Regions from separate parts of the Mus musculus genome. Here region 1 is linked to region 2. The links are chromatin contacts, called in public Hi-C maps. All regions are on one chromosome and are shown on one strand. Each heading gives the region's core, a stretch centred on a gene start, on an enhancer-like site or on the middle of the called end of the contact. The rest is flanking DNA. Distances are from core to core; before and after follow the strand shown. Region 1 has its middle 47 kb from the start of Gm42131. Region 2 has its middle 98 kb from the start of n-TDgtc1.

Region 1 (3,343 bases), core at 800-3,299, 410 kb before region 2:
TCTGAGGGAGTGAGACATCTTAATTATCTATCCTTCACTTCCGAGTTCATTGGAGTAATCGTCAGACGTCTAGAAACTTTTAAACTGTCTAGCACCTGATATTCAACGATTTTCAGTTCCCGTGAGTTGGTTCGGGCCACTCAGGGAGGGAGCGGCTTCTCCACAAAGTTGAAGGAGCCCATCACCTCCTAGAGGGCCACAGAGCTCACTCAACCTGAAGTGGACATCATTTATTGCCTCGCTTCCCTTCCTTTGCCTGTCCTTGCTTCTGCTTCTCTTAATTCTCAGACCGAGAAACAAGATTAAAGGTTCCCAAGGTAGACAGAATGTCAATACTTTAGCAAGCCACACTTGGCGTCCCGGCTCCCTTTCAGTTTAGTTCAGTTCCAAGAGTTAGAGCGCATCCTGGACGCTTGGGTTCTCCCTTATCATCCCTGGTGGATCCCAGAACAGGGAAGATGCCAGAAAGGGAAGGGTGAGAGGCCAAATGAGAGCGTGAGTGAAAGTCATCTCTTCACCATCCTCTTACCCTTTGCTACCCGAAGCTTCCACAGACGCTCCACGAAGACGGAGTCAGGAGCACGCCAAGATTTCCAGATCCCGACTCAGGCCCCTCCCTCGCAAGGCCGCCTCTAATGTATGCATTGCCTGATTTCATACATGCTGATTGCGTAGCGATTTATTCTACAAGTGCCAAGGAGAAGAGTCACCCCCGGACTAAATGTAAAATCTTTATTCTCACCAATGTCTAAATCATTGTTTTCTCGCGGCTGAGATCATGTGGCACACATTATTAATAGCTCTGGTCTCTCCACCACTTGACACGGCGCTCCAGCTGTCATTCTGTTCCCTGGCTCGTATGATTCTTGCACTGGTGAAGTGCCAGGCCCGGGTCCAGCCCATCAGTCACTGTCACCCACCACCCAGTGATGAATAGCCTGGCCGTCGCCGTGGCGAGGCCTGGGCTCTGATTCACAGGCGTCTGACTTTTACCAACTCGAGCTCACCAGCTGAGGCCTATCCCGAGCTAAGGAAGGCCGCAGTGACCTGGAAATGGCCCCGCCTCCTCTCCCCAACTCTCCCTTGGTCCCTCCCTCCTCAGATTAGTTAAAAATGAAACAAATCCTAATGTGATCATGTCACTAATTATGCATTTAATTCAGTTATAAGGAGCTAATGGCTCCCTCAGTGACAGCTTTTACTGCTAAAAGGCAATTCATTCCTGAAACGGAGAAATCTAATTACACAAAATGCTCCATCCTAATCCTTTCAAAGAATAATCTTATTTGTAGACATTAACATCCCAGATGCTGCTGCTGTTTGTCCATTATGACAGTGTTTGTCCTGAATAATGTATAAATAGCTCTTTCTGGACAGTTGCATGTCACTAAATCAATACAATTTGCTGCCTTCTGTTACATTAAGTCGGCCTGGGCAGGCTGGAGAAAATTAACCTTTTGTTTTCCTCCCCTCCCCCTTTCTCAAAGGGCCTTCAGAATTAGAAATGAGCGAAGGATCAAAGAGGGCCTAGTGAAGATAAAGGAGACAGTGAGGAGAGGCAGGTGTGGGCCACAGCTAAAGGATATAGATCCTTTGGTGCAGATGCTGTGGCCTCGACCACCAGTCATTGGAGGAAGAAGATGGCTGACATCTGTGACGATTGCCCAGAAATTACTCCAAACATGGACTTGGACCAGAGCCCCTCGAGTGTTGATCCTTCGTCTCAAGATTTCTTAATTCAAAGTGACAATTATTTATTTATTTATTTATTTATTTATTTATTTTGGAGAGGGGCCTTGGATTCCGTGTGCAAAGTTCACAGTTATGGTGACCTGCAATCGTGACCATCATTGGCTTCAATGGCCTTGGTCAGAATGCTTTTTACGAAGCCTTGGGCACTGCATGTTTTGTGTAATCTATGGGGGTAACAAAGGATTCACCCAAGGATAATTTCATCTGGTTCACACAACCCTGAAAGGATGCCACGAACCTCTCATCCTAAAGTCGAGGAAATGGAGGTTGGACGAGTTGGCCAAGTGATTGGGACTCCGTTGTCTCCTGGTTTCAGACGCCATCTTTCCACTGTGGTCCCTCAGTTGACAGAACACACAGGGCCTCTGGCTGGCCAGGAAGCTCTCATGGAGCATCCACAGAACTCAGGAGCACATTCGTGTCCACGCGGTATTCTCTGCCACATCAAACACAAGGAGACGAGTTTTATTTGTTGCATGATCATCAAAAGATTGTGTTAGACATTCTGAATACTATACACTCCCTTGGGAATATTAAATAAAGTGGAAAAAGACATTTCTGCAAAGGGCCAGGAAGCTCTTCCACCTTTGTCTCTTGCGCTGTCTCTGCTGCGACCAATCAGCTTGGCAGCTGTAGGACGGGAGCAGAGACAGTGACTGAATGATGGTCATGAAGAGGTAACACCCTGTGCTGTCCAAAAGAGACCCTCAAGGGGAAGTATTTTACAAAGCTATCACTTCTCAGCTTTTTGCTGAGATCAAGGATAGCACATGTGAATGTGAAGCAATTCCGGTTTGTAAGCGTCATGCTTTGCGATGTCACATTTGTAATGTCACAGTCTTCTTCTTGCTCCCGCACTGCACTTTTGTCATCTTAGGTTGTCTTATGAGTGTAATACAGACATCTGCTGCCTTCACATAAATTCAGATGTGTCCACAGAGGTTCCTGAAAATAAAAGCAATATTTAAAAAGGGGGGGTGGATTTGGTGAGAACACCTTGTATTTCTTGCCCCTGCCTTACTTTTCTACTGAATTCACTTTGACTGTTTTAGGGGATGACCAACCATTCAGTCTTATAGTCACATTATGTCCCACTTTCTGGTACCAAAGATGAGATAAGGGGTATGTGGTGTTATGTAGCTATGGGCATTAGGGTCTTCTGTTGAGTTAACTTGCCAGAATCTCGAATAAATGGTATCCAGGAATAATAATATCAGTATCAGGCAGGGCTGTTTCTAAAGGACGAGTCAGTGGTGAACCAGTAACGTTTACACTGTCAGCTTTGAGATATGCTACGGGAGTAGAACAAACAGGTTTCAGGGAAGAAGAGGAAGTCAGGTTTGGATTTTAACTGCTCCCAGAGCTCATATGCTAAAGGCTGATTGACAGCCCGTTGTCCTGTCGGGAACTGGTAGAATCTTCAGAAGGTGAGGCTTCTTGGAAGGAGGTTACATCACAGGCGGCTTTGGGGAGGGACACTGAGGAATAAGACCCCCTCCCTCTCTCTTTGCTGCTTTTTCACCTGAGCTGAGAAACTTGGGTTCATCTGCACTGTCACAAACCCCAAGGCAGCAAAATCAAGCGACCATGG
Region 2 (3,398 bases), core at 264-2,763:
ATGCAGCTGTGAATCAACCTCCAACAGAATACCATAGAGTTCAAGAAGTGTGACAGAAGGAAAGGCAGTGACCAGATTTTAAAATATTCCAGAGGAAAGATATTTCAGCTGGTTTGTTTTCTCAGGTCTCTGTACAACTAGGATCAACCACCTTGATCTAGCCAAGGCAATTAAATTTATAGGGGTGTAATTTGCTCATATGTTTGTTGGGTTTTAGTACCATTATTATTATTACTAATATTATCATTATTATTATTGGATTTGGTGGTGGTGGTTTTGGTTTGCTTTGGACATTTATTTATTTATTTATTTATTTATTTAGAGACAAGGTCTCACTACATAACCCTGGCTGACCTAACTCACTATAGAGATAAGGCTAATCTCAAACTCACGGAAATCTGCCCGCCTCTGCTTGCAGAGAGCTGGGATTAAAGACACGCTCCACCATGTCCAGCTGCCATCAGCGTTTTTCAAAATGCACCAGGGAATTCCCAAGTATGGACAGGATTAGTTAGTTTATTTCTTTATGCATTAAGTTATCTAATATTTAGAAGGAGCTACGAAGGCCCTCACTGAAGAGTGTACAGCACATCAGTCAGCTCGCAGGAAGGGATGAGAAACAGGCCGTCAGCATGCTTCTCAAGACCCAGGCAGTCTGAGGTTCTCCTCAGATGAGTAGGAGGCAGCTGAGGTTCTCCTCAGCGTCCGCAGAAGTGAAGAGTCAAAGAGTAGATCTTCTTCCATGTAAAAGCTCCATTATTGATGCCTTCCCTGAGTCCACAAAGCCTGCTGGGTCCTGCCATAGCTCCGCCCCTCACTCACCTGGACAGAGCTGGAGCAGGGATGTGAGACTCTTCGGGGAGAATCTTGCTGAAGATGTTGCTGTGAGCTCCTGTTTGTCCTGGGAAATGTCAGACTTCGTCTACACGGCAGAAGAGTCTGAGTAAGGTCGGTGTGAAGGGTGAATACCGGGCACAGGAGACAGGCACTCTAACTAAAGCACACGCCCGCAAGAGGCTCGTGCGACTAGTGTATCTAACAACCTCTAATTAAGTCGTGTCATGTAGCCAGATTTGACTCGGAGAGAGAAATGCCTACAGTAATTGCGTCTAGTTCATTGTGCAGCACGTTCGCCATCATAACTGCTAATTCAATTGTACGTTCAGCCAGCCAGCTCGTCGCCATTAAGCACGCATTTAATTACTTCAATAAAGGATTAATATGCAGCACACCAAAGGAGGGACTGAACACGGTGCCAAAGCACACAGCTGCTCCAGCGTTTAGCCCAGAGATAAAACAAGAATATCATTGGGCAGCATAATCCTGTACCAAATGCATCATTACTCAGTGAACATTCCAGACTTTTATTTTCATGCTTGTATGCACCGATCCACATGCACAGATTTCCATGTCATGAGAAAGAGCCGCGAGAGGTGCTCAATGGCTTCCCATTGTCATCTCAATAGGGTGCCCGGCCCCACCCCTATCTTTCTCTGTGCTTGTAGGGCTGTGCTTATCTTGTCTCCGGGAGAAGGCTTACAGTCCTACATTACAACATCCTGAGATAAGAGCCCTCCCTTGACATTGTTCCTGCCCTGGCTGCAAACAAGTAACAAACCTGGCATGTATAAAAGAGAGAGAGACAGACAGAGAAAATAACAAAGCAGGGCCCCCCTCCTTCCCAACTCCACCTCAAAGGACAGCCCATCAATTCTGCAGGAGGTACACAATCATTATTGTAGGGGAAACAAAGACCAGTGTCAATTGTGCAATGTTATAAAGCAGTCCCTCAAATTAAAACCATGTACCTAACTGCATGCGATGGCAGAAGCTATTTAGCAGTGATATTTTACAGAAAGGCAATGAAAAGCAATAACTGCTTTATTTAATGTATCTGTTCAATCCAGCTGCCCTGGATAGGGCTTAATAGAAGCTGTCGATCAATGTCAGGCCCTTAGAAATAACTGCAGCAGACTGCAATAAACACGCGGGGAAGATAACTGGAACTACTGATCAGCCTCTTGTTACCTCTCCTGTGCCCTGAGATTTGTCATTTGTTTATGCTACTCATAATGGCTGGCTGCACGGGTATCGCTTCACCCACCTGGTGGTGGTATGGGTGCCTCCTCGGGGTGCAGGAGAGAGAGATCAGGGGGAGAAGCTTCGGAAAGTGAAGGAAGAAGAATAAATAGAAATAGGAGACCCAGGGCAAGGGCGCCATGGAGAGAGAGGAGTTTGGAACATAGAAAGCACACATTGCGGCATCGCTCCTCCATCTTTACCATCTCATGGTAGGTTTTCCCGTAGGATTAATGAAACACACAGCAGTCATGTTTAGCTTCAGTGTCTTTTCCAGCAGTTCCTGTGTTGTCAAGAAGATGCTATGCAGTCCTGTAACCCTGACGGCCCCAACTGGGAGTCTACTGGCTTTCTTCACCCACCCACCCTGGTTCCTTGCTCCAGCCACAACCTTCCAAGATACATCCTACCCCGCCCCGTTTTTATAAATCTAATTTTCATATTCGTTCTTTAAGTTTTGTCTGTGGCTGCCATGGTTCGAAGATGGCAGAGGTAGGTAGATATAGCAAAGGCCTGGTCATCCCCATAGTCTAAAATATTTCCTGACCCATTCTAACAAAAGTTTTCCATCCACTTAGAAGTCACCACCTCAAAGCATGGATTTCCAGCCCAGAGCCCACAGCCCATCTCTGCCCTGGTGCTTTTAAGGGGTCCCTCCTTCCGGAAGTCTCCTTTACTCTTAGGTATAATAACATAAAACATAATTCGTCTTTAGTGCCCCATATCTTGCATCCCAAAGGCTGGCCTCAGTATATATTTTAAACATCCGGATGGAAAAGATGACTGATTTTGACTTTAACCTCCTTATTTTTTTTCTTACCATCCTCTTCCCTTACTAATTTCCAATTAGCCCCACCACACACCATTCAATCAGTAAAAAGAGTGTGAAGGCTCTCCCATCCCAGCTGTCTGGAGACCCCACCTCTGCCCACTCAGTTACCTTGGCCTGGGTTACCACAACCTCTTAGCCAGTCTTCTGATCTTAATCACTGGCCTTTAAAGCAGTGAGGTGTTTAAAATCATAATTACATTATTTAACATTTAACATAATTAAGTACTTCCCGGCAGTACAGTCCAAGAACTCCATATCTATCCCAGCCTCTCTGAGCCCTTCAGAGTAAGGTTGAAGGTGCCACACTCATCCCCAAAGGCACCAGAGGCTCACATGGGTTTCATGGCCTGACAGTTATAGTCTGTAACTGGATACGAACTCTTTAGAACCCCATTAATATCCAACATCTAAAACATTTCCCGTGAATAGAAGGTTTTTTTTTTTTTTCCGTTTTCCAGGTTTTAGAAATCCTGCTTAGTTACCAGCT

Evidence for each region. A called contact is a pair of places that touch in the nucleus more often than the background predicts.
Region 1: a Hi-C map of the N1E-115 cell line shows a contact between it and region 2, with 9 times the contacts expected there. The contact joins two enhancer-like sites. A contact is called at or near these places in 1 of 484 Hi-C or Micro-C datasets (the N1E-115 cell line) and 1 of 9 other capture datasets (embryonic stem cells).

What each region holds. Positions count from the first base shown.
Region 1 is chr5:101,495,142-101,498,484 of GRCm38.p6, reverse strand. No RefSeq gene overlaps it. Among named protein-coding and RNA genes, the nearest start is that of Gm42131, 47 kb to the right of the region's middle. Within about 2 kb of position 2,049, at least 10 of the 459 cell types and tissues checked have an H3K27ac peak or open chromatin away from gene starts, as enhancers often do. A contact at or near this core is called in the N1E-115 cell line, where this site is marked.
Region 2 is chr5:101,089,161-101,092,558 of GRCm38.p6, reverse strand. No RefSeq gene overlaps it. Among named protein-coding and RNA genes, the nearest start is that of n-TDgtc1, 98 kb to the right of the region's middle. Within about 2 kb of position 1,513, at least 21 of the 459 cell types and tissues checked have an H3K27ac peak or open chromatin away from gene starts, as enhancers often do. A contact at or near this core is called in the N1E-115 cell line, where this site is marked.